2 separate regions of the Capra hircus genome follow, and region 2 is linked to region 1. A link is a contact called in public Hi-C data. All regions are on one chromosome and are shown on one strand. The core of a region is the stretch at or near the end of the contact, and the rest is flanking DNA. Distances in the headings are between cores, read along the strand shown. Region 1 holds the start of LOC102172184 (carcinoembryonic antigen-related cell adhesion molecule 6). Region 2 has its middle 15 kb from the start of LIPE.

Region 1 (5,883 bases), core at 1,143-3,642:
TTGCAGCCCATGGGCTCTAGAGCCCCGGGTCAGTAGCTGTGGCACATGGGCTTAGTTGCCCCTGTGGCATGTGGGATCTCCCCAGACCAGGGATTGAACCCACATCCCCTGCGCTGGCAGGCGGATTTTCAACGGCAGGGCCACCAGGGAAGCCCCAGTCGGCCTCTTTCCCCAGCTACCCCTGCCTTCGACTGGTAGGCCCTTGAATGTAGTGGCCACGGCGGCGAGGATGGAAGTCATACATGGGCTCAGCAACACGGACTTCCACTCACCAAGGCTGACCTGGCTACAGCCGCCGCTCAGGGCCCAGTCTGTCAGCCCCCAGACCCGCCGGGCCTTAGGTAGGGCACTGCTCCGCAGGGTGATCAGCCAGTTACCTGGCGGCAGGCTGATTTCAGTGAACCATCTCTGTGATAAAAGGGCAGCATTCTGTTCTTACTGGGACAGGCAGGTACTCTGGATACAGATCTGCCTTCTCTGCAAGCAAATGTCTCGGCCCAAACTACCATCCATGGCTGCCTTGGTGGTCCAGAGGTTGGGAATCCACCCACCAATGCAGGAGACACGGGTTTGATCCCTGGCCCCGGGAAGCTCCCACACGCCTCAGAGCAACTAAGCTCATGTGTTACAGCTGCTGAGCCCTAGAGCCACAACTGCGGAAGGCCGCATGCCCTAGAGCCTGTGCTCCACAGCAAGAGAAGGCACCGCACCGCTCGGAAGGGCAGCCCTGCTCACCGCAACTAGAGAAAACCTGAGTGCGGCCGCAAAGACCCAGCGCAACCAGAAGTAGAAAAACAATTATTATTTTTTAATAATAATAATAAGGAACTTCAGACAGGGAACTCCGCAACAAGAGAGGCCACCACAATGAGAAGCCCACGCACGACAACTAGAGAAAGGCCGTGCGCACGATGTTAGGCACAACAGCGTGGTGTGGGGACTGCTGCATTTCCTCCCTTGTCCACCAGAGGGCAGCAGAGTTACTCCACAGCCTCGAGTCTCCCCAAGGGCCTCAGATCTCCCTCCGCCCAGCAGAGTTGGACCCTCACCGGTGTCACTTCAGTTCACAGTCCTCCTAGCCGCCCACACTGGACTCCATCACCTCCTCCATCCAGCCAGGAGAGGGCCCACTTCACACCATTAGGAACTACCATTCCTTCAGGTCTTCAGTGTGTGTCCCTGGAAGTGGTGGCCCCACTAGACCCCCAAGGAGAAAGAAGGATCCCTCTCACCAGGCATTATTCACGCCCCCTTTCCAGCCCCTCAGTCCTTTTCTTTCGGTGGGAATAGAACACAACCTTCTCACAGCCTTTGAGAACCCTGGGAAGACCCTCAACGTGACAGTGGAGTCTGACTCTGCGACCCCATGGACTGTGGTCCGCCAGGGTCCTCTGTCCATGGGATTCTTCAGACAAGAATACTGGAGTGGGTTGCTGTGCCCTCCTCCAGGGAATCTTCCCCACCCAGGGACTGAACCCTGGTCTCCTGCATTGCAGGCGGATTCTTTACCAGCTGAGCCACCAGGGAAGCCCCCAGTGTTACAAAGGGAAATAATATCCTGGTTTGGAGACCCCAGGGAGTCTGTGTTGTGCTGACAGACCCCAGACCAGAACACGGCAGAGGCCGGCACTGGGGGGGTGGGTGGGCCTCTTGGTTGACTTGTCACCATCAGCCTTCCTGTTCAAAGTGTGCCCCACCGTCCAGTATGGCCAGCATCACCCGAGAGCTTGTTAGATGCAGACTCTTAGGTCCACCGCACACCTGCTGAGTCAGGCTCTGCATTTTAATAGTATCTGCAGACCCTCCCTGTGCATAGAATTTTGGGAGAGGCTGCTCCCACCCCACATTCTGGAGTCTCAGCCATGCTGGGCAACCACGTAACCTGTGCGGCTGCTGAAGCAGCTTTTCTTAGGTGCCTCCTGGGTTCAAAGTCTTCACGAAGCTCCACAGGTGATTCCCATGCACCATGGGGATAACGTCCCTGTGACAAGAGTTCCTGATGCACCTCCTCCCCACCCCCCAGGCTCCTGCTCTGAAGGGGAAAGAAAGCCAGAAGGGGAAGATGAGACTGGAGACTGTGGAAGTGGGGAGGCTGACTGTGCACCCCCCAACTGAGACCTATGGCGGAACGCCCAGGACACTGAGCCCCGGGGTGGTGCTCTCCCCAACAACGGGGGAAATTGTGTATGTGTGTGCGTGTTTAGGGTGAGAAGTCAAGCTGCAAAAGGCAGAAACAGCCGCAGTTTGCAGGCAAATGAAATGTAACAGAAAGGGAAGAGGGAAGAAGAGAGAAGGCAGGCGGGAATGAGAGGGGAGGGGAGAGTGTGGGCTCCGGGTAGAGACCCCGCCCCATGGGGCTGGGCCACGTGACCCAGCGAAGTGCTCCTGCCCCGGCAGGCCCAGCACACAGAGGGAAGGATAGCAGAGCTCACACAAGGACTGCAGGGCTTGTGAGCGTTTCTGGAGAGGAAGTTCTCCTCACAGAGAGAGGGACACAGCAGACAGCAGGCACCATGGAGCCCCCGTCAGGCCCTGCAAGCAGGCGGCATGTCCCCTGGAGCAGGCTCCTGCTGGCAGGTGAGAGGGGACAGTTTTCAGGGAGGGGGCAGAGACTGGAGAACGAGAGCCTGGCTGGTCCCTGGGGGAGACGGGGCTCTGAGAGGGGACAGAGGGCTTCTGTTCAGACCTGAGGGCAGAGGACAGAGGACCAGGGGAGAGGGGGCTCAGCCACAGGGGACTCTGCATGAGCTAGAGCTGGTGAGGGGCAGGAAGACTCAACTGCTGTAGGTTTTATCAGTTATTCTTCACTGAGCAGTGATTGTTGAAAACTGATGATGATAATAATAATTTATGTCTGGGTGTCACTACAGAAAAACACATAACCGGGACAGTAAACACTGTCCTTACGCGGCACCCTTAGAAACTGACAAAACCAGGCTGTGGAATTCCTGGGAACTCTCCTTCCTTCATCCCCAGGTACTAATGTCTGGAGCCTGGTCCAGGCCCTGGGTTTCAAGCAGGATCAGACAAGCCCCTGCCCTCACGGAGCCCGCGCTCTGTGGGGAGGAAGACAGACAAGCAGAGAGATGGAGAGTGTGCTGGCAGGTGCTCCAGGCGTCACGCATGAACCGGAGCGGGGAAGGGTCAGCAGTGAGCACGGAGGGTCTTTACAGCAGCTGGTCGTTGTGGGGTCATCTCCCAAGAGGCCCCTGAGTGTGAGCAGGCGTGTGAGGGCAGCGAGGGGGTGAGCCAGGGACAGCTGGGGAAGCAGAGGAAAAAACGAGCCCAGAAGGGCTGAAGTGACGGGGGTCATGCTGCTGACCTTGAACCACACACACACAAACATGCACACACACCCACACTAAGGCTGAGGGATGAGGAGACCAGCTCAGGACCCAGGGCACCATTTTCCCATCCCCCACACAGGTCACAATATTAACCGATTTCTCTCTCTTCCCTCCTAGTCTCACTCTTAACTTTCTGGACCCCACCCACCACTGCCCAGCCTACTATTGAAACGGTGCCCCCCCTTGCTGCAGAAGGGTCCGATGTTCTTCTACTTGTCCGCAACGTGTCAGAGAATCCTCTAGGCTATGGCTGGTACAGAGGAGAAAGGGTAGAAAACACCCAGCTAATTGCATCATATAGGGTAGACACTAATGCAACTACCAATGGGCCTGTGTACAGCAGACGGGAGACACTTTACCCCAACGGAACCCTGCTGATCCGGAACGTCACCCAGAAAGACACAGGATCCTACACCCTGCTCGTTACAAAGAAGGATTTACAGACAGAAAGACAGACTGGACACCTCCACATACACCGTGAGTGCTTCCTCTCTGACCTCGGGGTGTTGGGTGAGGTGAATTCTGTTCACACTCCGCAGGACTAACAGACCCGGATGGCGCCTCCATCTCCCTCTACGTTATGTCCCGTATTGGGGTTTGAACATTCAGTGCAGGGCACACACTGTGGAGACAAACTCCAAAGGGTCCGACTTCCACTCTGGGGATCTGGGCCCTGCAGACACTGCAGAAAGGAGGCCGGTCTGACGGGAGGGGCTCAGCAGAGGGAGAGCACTCTCAGTCCAGCCCCCCCGGCTCCCTCCCTGCGACCATGACCCTGAGGAAGATCCTGCAGGACCAGCAGGGCCCTGGCCTGAGGGACCCTGACAGAGCAGCTCAGGCCCACGGGGAAGCCCCTTCCAGACCCCGTCCCAGGGTTCCAGCTCCAGCGACTGTGGGGAACCTGTGCCGCTGGTGGGTGTTGGCCTCCCAGGCAGGGCTGACTGGGGCGGATGATTCCCCAGATTCCTGAGGCCAAGGTTTCTCAGCAGGTCACTGGCCAGGGCTCAGCCCCAAGAGCCTCGTCTGAGCAGGGGTGGAGTCCAGTCCTTTCCCTGAGACTCAGCATGGAGAGCAGGCTAGGCTGGGTCCCCACGCCATTAGCCGACCCCCTGGGGGTCAGAGGAGACTGCAGAGGAAGGTCAGCGTCCCCAAGAAGGACCAGAGGAAAGAAGACGATCCGGCAGCTCCTCACCCTGCAGCGGGCAGCCCAGGGAGCCCTCTCCTGTGGACCCAAATAATAGTTGAGGCAGGGTTTTCTTTTTAAAAAATACTTACTTACTTATTTATTAGGTTGCATCAGGTCTTCATTACATCATACAGGATCTTTCGCTGTGGTTTGTAGGCTTTGTTGCTCCACTTAAGTTACTCCAAGGCCTGTGGGATCTTAGCTCCAAAACCAACAGAACCCGCATCTCTAGCATTGCAGGGCAGATTCTTAACCACTGGACTACCAGGAAGTCCCTAGACACAGTTTCTGTGTCCAGCTTTAGACCAGCTAATTATTAATGATTTAAGGTTAATACACAGACAACATGGTGCTCCTGACACCATTTACCATTTATTCTGTCTTACTGAAGACAAGCTCAGTAAAATATAGGGAGCTTCAGTCAGTGGATCAGAGTCACACAGACCATGAGTGGCCAGTCAGGGGAAATATGTGTGGAAGGGTCAGGCCAACATCACAGCCCCACTCTCTCCTCCCTCCCAGGGGCCTTATCTAGGAACCCAGAAACCAAGCGTTGGTTCAGATCCTTTCTTCTTGGGCATCCTCAAGTAGAGGGAGATTCTAGTGTGAAAAGTCAAGGGAAATGGACAATTAATCCCATTTACTCTGGAACTAGGGCTTCCCAGGTGGCCTCTGGTGGTAAAGAACCCACCTGCCAATACAGGAGATGTAAGAGACACGGGTTCGATCACTGGGTTAGGAAAATGCCCTGGAGGAGGGCCTGGCAACCCAGTCCAGTATTCTTGCAAATTACCTGCATCAACACTCAAATCAGTGACAGGAATGTCCAGGCCTCCCCTCCTTAGGTAGCCGATGGACAAGCTCCTTGCACTGAGTGAACCAGAGATCATGTACCTGCTGGTTACTGGAGGTGCTGGGTGTCACTCCCACTGGAGTAAAATGGAAAGGACTCAGTTCCTCACTCCCCAGTCTATACCTGCAGCCAGCGCAGGGCCTGACAGGCAACGGGCTCTCAGTGTCTCCTTGGGGAGGGAAGGGTGGAAGGAATAAGGACGGATGAATGATCTGTGATCTCTTCAGGCGCTGGAATCTGGATGCAGAGTCCTAGGAGGCTCTGGCCATGCCTGCCTCCTGTCTCTCCAGGGAGGGGAGCCGTGTTTTATACCCTGATCACCTGCCCCTAAAGCGCACTGGGAGCCGAGTCTCATGGTGACTGTGGGGCTGCTCCGCCGTGGGAGGGTTTCCAGGAGTCGGGGGCAGGGGTCCTGCTTCTGGGCAGTGGTGGGGCTCTTGGACCTCTGGATGTTTGAAGTCACTTGAAACCCCTGCTTTGAAATCGCTTGTAAATGG
Region 2 (5,883 bases), core at 1,848-4,347, 53 kb after region 1:
AGCAAGTGTTAATGTTCCGCACCCTTGGTGTTTGTTCCAAGTAATATTGTTACCAACCAGGATTCTTGGCCTCCTTAATCAATGGAAATTGAGCAGAGGCCAGATAAGAAACTCAGGCAAGGTTTTATCAGGACCCTTGCTATAGCAGCAGGGAGCAAGAACAAACAACAAGTTCCCTTGCTTGCTCACTGCCTGAGGTGGGTGAGCTGGTTTCTTATATGAGGTGAAGTTAGAGGCATGTCCAGGGGTCCAGCTTGAGGGATGGCTGAAGTGGTTTGCCCACCTTTTAGGCGGTATCATGTGCAAGGGGTATTCACAGTACCCGGTTTAAGCTCCAGGGTCTTCAAAAACAGCAGTTGGGTTTTTTAGTCTCTTCATATCTTTTGTCCAGAATTTGCCCCAACTGCACATGCGCACAGCTTTTCATCCTATATAGTTTCTTTGGGGCTCCCCTGGCGGCTCAGATGGTAAAGAAGCTGCTTGCAACGCAGGAGACCTGGGTCGCATCCCTGGGTCAGGAGATCCCCTGGAGGAGGGCATGGCAACCCACTCCAGCATTCTTGCTTGGAGATACCATGGACAGAGGAGCCTGGTGGGCTACAGTCCATGGGGTCACAAAGAATCGCACACAACTGAGCAACTAAGCACAGCACAGCATAGCTTCTCTGGGGCTTCCCTGGTGGCCCAGAAGGTAAAGAATTCGCCTGCAGTGAAGGAGACCTGGGTCCCATACCTGGGTCAGGAAGATCCCCTGGAGGAGGGCATGGCAACCCACTCCAGCATTCTTGCCTGGAGAATTCCATAGACAGAGGAGCCTGGTGGGCTATAGTCCATGGGGTCTCAAAGAGTCAAACATGACTGAGCGACTAACATTTTCGCTTTCCACTTCAGTTTCTTTGTATTTTGTTGCCCAGAGAGAGGTGTATCCAGATGCAAGCACTGCAGCAAAGGGTCCCAGGGCCCAGCCCCAGTATCACTTCCTTCTTTCATCTTGGACTGATTCCAAACAAGATCTCACATCAAGAGCCACAGAAGCCTGGGCAAACACAGTCCCTGCTGTGGCTCTTGCTTCTCAAACCCCCTTGGACCAGCCTTGAGGGTCTTCCACCAGCCCAGGTCCCTCTGCTTTAGGCAGGAACCAAGAGGCCACAGCCACCTGCCTGAGCACCAACAAGGAGGACTGCTTAGACCCAGTGCCCCAGGGCAGGGTTCTGGACAGGAGAGAAGAGCCTCTCCTCCATCCTCTCTGCTTCCCTCCTTATGCGGCCACAGACTTGGAGGACGCTGTCCACAGTAGAGACACCACGATGTCTGGAACTGTGCTGAGGCTGGGAGCAGGGAGGACAGAGGCGAGACAGGCCGTGTCACCCTCTTTGCCAACCCTTAGGCCTCACTTTTCCTGCCAGACACTGAGCTAGAAAACATCACTCAGACGTATAAGGAAATTCAAGCAAGCCAGAAGAAAACCCAGCACGTTGCAGGGTTGGGGGGGCGGGAGGGAGGGGACGAGTACAGCGGCCAGGTTACCAGTCACCCTCTTGTGTTCCTAGGAAGGCTTCATTCTTTTGTTTGGCCAGTTTTGCCTCCCGGATTCCCATAAAACACAAGGTCCAACCTGTTACCTAACAAGGCCAAGCACCACTCGGCCCTTCCAGCCCTTTAGTGGAAATGCTGGCTTGGGAGTAAAGCCCAGACCCGACCCCACTCCCCCAGCCACATACCACGCACAGCCTGAACAGCCAAGAGAAGTGGACACCCTCTCACTGGTAACCTGACACACACTCTTCAAATGACGCGCAGCAGCATTGACAGGTGAAATGAAGGTTCTAATCTCTTCCCTCTTCCTGTTGCTGCCACTAATGCTGATGTCCACAGTCTCAAGCAGCTCTGCTGCTGCTGCTAAGTTGCTTCAGTCGTGTCCAACTCTGCGCAACCTCACAGACAACAGCCCACCAGGCTCCCCTGTCCCTGGGATTCTCCAGGCAAGAATACTGGAGTGGGTTGCCATTTCCTTCTCCAATGCATGAAAGTGAAAAATCAAAGTGAAGTCACCCAGTCGTGTCCGACTCTTAGCAACCTCATGGACTGCAGCCTACCAGGCTCCTCTGTCCATGGGATTTTCCAGGCAAGAGTACTGGAGTGGGTGCCATTGCCTTCTCCGCTCCAGCAGCTCACACACAGGTAAAAAAAAAAAAAAAAGTCCACTCTATGAAAGATAGAAAGGGGGGAGAAACGTGGCCAAACAGGAAAGAGCATGACCGCACACGCGGTAAAATGTAGCCTCTGCAGGCTACAGGGATTAGCGGTGAGTTAATCTGTCTGGACGCCTGTTTCTTTGTTTACAAAAATGAATGAACTGAATGTAAACCCTAAGAATGTCGTGAAGTTAAAGGAGCCCGTGTGTATGGAGTGTCTGCAAGGGTAGCTGGCGGGAGAGGACCTTACCTCTCCCCCAAGTCCCTGTCCGGGGGTATTGACTGTCCTGGGGACTGGGCCTGGAGGCCGTGCAGAGAGGGTGTTGAAGGCAAGTTTGTGTCCAATCAGTCAGTCAACCTCGATTATATTCTTCCTAGTACACTAGACGTGCCCCAACAATTCTTAATGCTATTTCATGGTAAGGTGATAAACCAAAAAATCACATCACCAGGTAGTACCTGTGTTCGAAGCTGTGACCACACCAAGCCCTCTTTGAACAGCTCACCTTTAGGAAGCAGATCGTGGGTTAGGAGCTCCAAATCCACCCCACTGTACCTTATAGCCGGAGTGGCCCAGCCCTTAGCAGAACAACTGTGCAGAAGGGACCCCCTCCCCACCTATGTTCCCACTCTAAGTGACCATATCCCCAAGCGCCACTTTGAAGTGAAGCAGCTTTGTTACATACTCAGCATCAAGTGGGTCCTAAAATCAGGAGTCTACCCTACTGCACCCATTTCCAGCATCTTCTCTCTTATAGAGTTCTGTGGAAGCCGCTGGGCCCCATGGCCCGGCGGGGGAGGCCCTAGACCAGCATTCTGGGAGGGAAGCCTTTTCCACCGCTGTGATGGGCCCCCAGGCTGGAGACCTCAGCCTGGACTCCAAGCTCCAGTCACAGCCGCCTTTCCCGGCCATCCCCCCACACACCCCACGCTAACAAGGGCCCGTGTTCCTCTCAGCCGGAATCTCGGAACCTCGGCTGCTCCCCAGCTGCTCTTGTGTCTTCCCACCAGCTCGGTTCTGCTCCCACAGCCGCCCTGATGTGGCCCAGAGGCAAACGTGAGCCCTCCCTCCCCTGCACAAGCTCGGCCCCGACTGGACTCTCTGCACAGTCCGCGTTCCACCTTGAGTTGAGTGTCAGTGTGTCTCCTACCCAACCGCTCCCTTCTGTGCTATAACCTTGCCACTGGCACAGCCTGGTGTCTTGTTTCCACATCACTCCCATGACCCGGCAAGGTGCTAGGTAAATATATCTAAGTGGAAGAATAAATCCTCAGGTTTCTAAGTTCAAAATTTTGCTCTTAGGAGACTGGCCTCTCTTTACAAGACTTTGGTGGCTCAGACAGTAAAGAATCTGCTTCCAATGCAGGACACCTGGGTTCGATCCCTCTGTCAGGAAGATCCCCTGGAGAACACAATATTACCCACTCCAGTATTCTTGCCTGGGAAATCCCATGGACAGAGAATCCTGGTGGGCTACAGTCCATGGGGTCGCAAGAGTCAAACACTATTGAGCGACTAACACTTTCACTTTCAGGAGACGGGACACCCTGGTTTCATAGCAGCTCTGCTGACATTAGAGCTTAATAATTCTCAGTTGTCAGGTGGTGGGGTGGTCTGGTAACATGTTTTTAGCAACATCTGAGTGGCCTCTACCCTCTAGAAGCCGATTAGCGGCCTCTCCCTGCCCACCCCCCAGTTAATACAGCCAAAAATATCTCCAGACAAGGCCAAATGTTCCCTGCAGGGGGATCCAGTCCCCAGTGGAGCCACTGCTCTCTACCAATAATTCTCAAACACGGCGACATGTTTAGACTCACCTGGACCTTCAGACTCAGGCTTGAATTCAGGGGTACCGAGATCCAGTTCCTGGCTCCATCACTTACCTTGCAACCCTGGACAAAATGCTTAACATTTTAAAATTATTTATTATTTATGTCATTTATTTTTGACTGCACTGGGTCTTCGTTGCTGCGCATGGGCCTTCTCTTATTGCCAGGAGTGGGGGCTACTCTCTGGTTGCGGTGCATGTGCTTCTCATCGTGGTGGCTTCTCTAGTTGCAGAGCAGGGGCTCTAGGGCGCGTGGGCTCCGCAGTTGTGGCTCACGGGCTTAGCTGCTTCGTGGCATGGTCTTCCCTGACCAGCGATCAAACCAGTATCCCCTGCACTGGCAGGCGGATTCTTAACCAGTGGACCACCAGGGAAGTCTGGATGCTTAACATTTTTAAGCCTCAGTTTTAGCATCTTAAAATGAATAAAATACCACTTGGCTTATACAACTGTTGTGAGAAGTAAACACTCAATAATGTGAACTTACTAAGGGTTCAGCAAAACTGAGGAAAGTGTTGGTCACTCAGTCCTGTATGACTTTGCGACTTGAGTAAAGTAGCCACTAAGACACAAGAACGACGAGTTGGGGAAAGCTCACTGAGCCACCCCGAGTCCTTGCAGTCCAAACCAGTCAATCCTAAAGGAAATCAACCCTGAATATTCACTGGAAGGGCTGATGCTGAAGCCCCAATACTTTGGCAATCTGAGGAAAAGAGCCAGTTCATTGGAAAAGACCCTGATGCTAGAAAAGATTGAAGGCAGGAGAAGGGGACGACAGAGGATGAGATGGTTGGATGGCATCACCGACTCAGTGAACATGAGTTTGAGCCAACTCCAGATGGCGAAGGACAGGGAAACCTGGCGAGCTGCAGCCCATGGGGTCTCAAGGAGTCGGATAGGACTGATCAACTGAACAACAACACTGAGCCGCCAGGTGGCGCAATTATAAACCACAGGAAACCGGGGTTGGCGGCTGGGCTCAATGGTTTCTCAGACAAGGGTAGTTTGCAGTGCTGGACCAAGTCTGGCAAGAAGAAATAACAGTACACAATACTCCTGCTCAGAAATACTCCGAATAAAATCTTATCTTGCTTTATCTCTTAAAGTAACCACATGCATACGTGTGTTAAGTCCTTTCAGTCATGACCGACTCTTTGTGACGCTCTGGACTGTAGCCCACCAGGCTCCTCTGTCCATGGAATTCTCCAGGCAAGAATACTAGAGTGGGTAGCCATGCATTCCTCCAGGGGATCATCCTGAACCAGGATCAAATCCTTGTCATCTGCACCTCCTGCATTGCTGGCAGAGTCTTTACTGCTGCGCCACCAGGGAAGCCCCCAAATAACCACATACATGCTTAATATGCTTTTCCCAGGGAAGAGGGGAAAAAAGAAATAGCTGAGATGTGACGACAGTTATTATCACTTATAATAATAGAATAATTCTTTGTAAGATTACTTATTAATTGTAGTGTTACATATAATAGTAGCTTCCATGTGTTAATCTTTGTGGCAGGCTTCTCCTAAGCGCTTTACACATATTAACTCATTGTGTCCGCACAGATATCTAGTGTACTTTTTTATTTTTATCTTTTCACTTTTCAAACTTAAAAAAATGTTGTAAAAACGATCAGAGTTCCAATAGATCCAAACTCTACACAGTTGTTTTCAAATAACGCCACACATAACCGTAATACAGTTATGGAAACTGGAAAATTAGCAGTGACACATGCTATCAGCTAATGGACACATCTTCAGAATTTGCTAATCATCCACTGATGTCCCTTTCCTGCTCAGAGTCCAATCCTGGATCCCACAGTGAAGAAAGTTGTCATCTCTCCTGCTCTCCTCCTGTCTAAG

The links. A called contact is a pair of places that touch in the nucleus more often than the background predicts.
Region 2: a contact with region 1 is called in a Hi-C map of blood, with 8 times the contacts expected there. The contact joins the enhancer-like site here to the promoter of LOC102172184 in region 1. A contact is called at or near these places in 2 of 5 Hi-C or Micro-C datasets (both in blood).

Annotation. Positions count from the first base shown.
Region 1 is chr18:51,709,095-51,714,977 of ARS1.2, forward strand. LOC102172184 (carcinoembryonic antigen-related cell adhesion molecule 6) reads left to right here and starts at 2,393. Exons shown (of 7, transcript XR_001919501.1): 1 at 2,393-2,577; 2 at 3,465-3,824.
Region 2 is chr18:51,761,289-51,767,171 of ARS1.2, forward strand. No RefSeq gene overlaps it. Among named protein-coding and RNA genes, the nearest start is that of LIPE, 15 kb to the right of the region's middle. Within about 2 kb of position 3,098, at least 1 of the 5 cell types and tissues checked has an H3K27ac peak or open chromatin away from gene starts, as enhancers often do.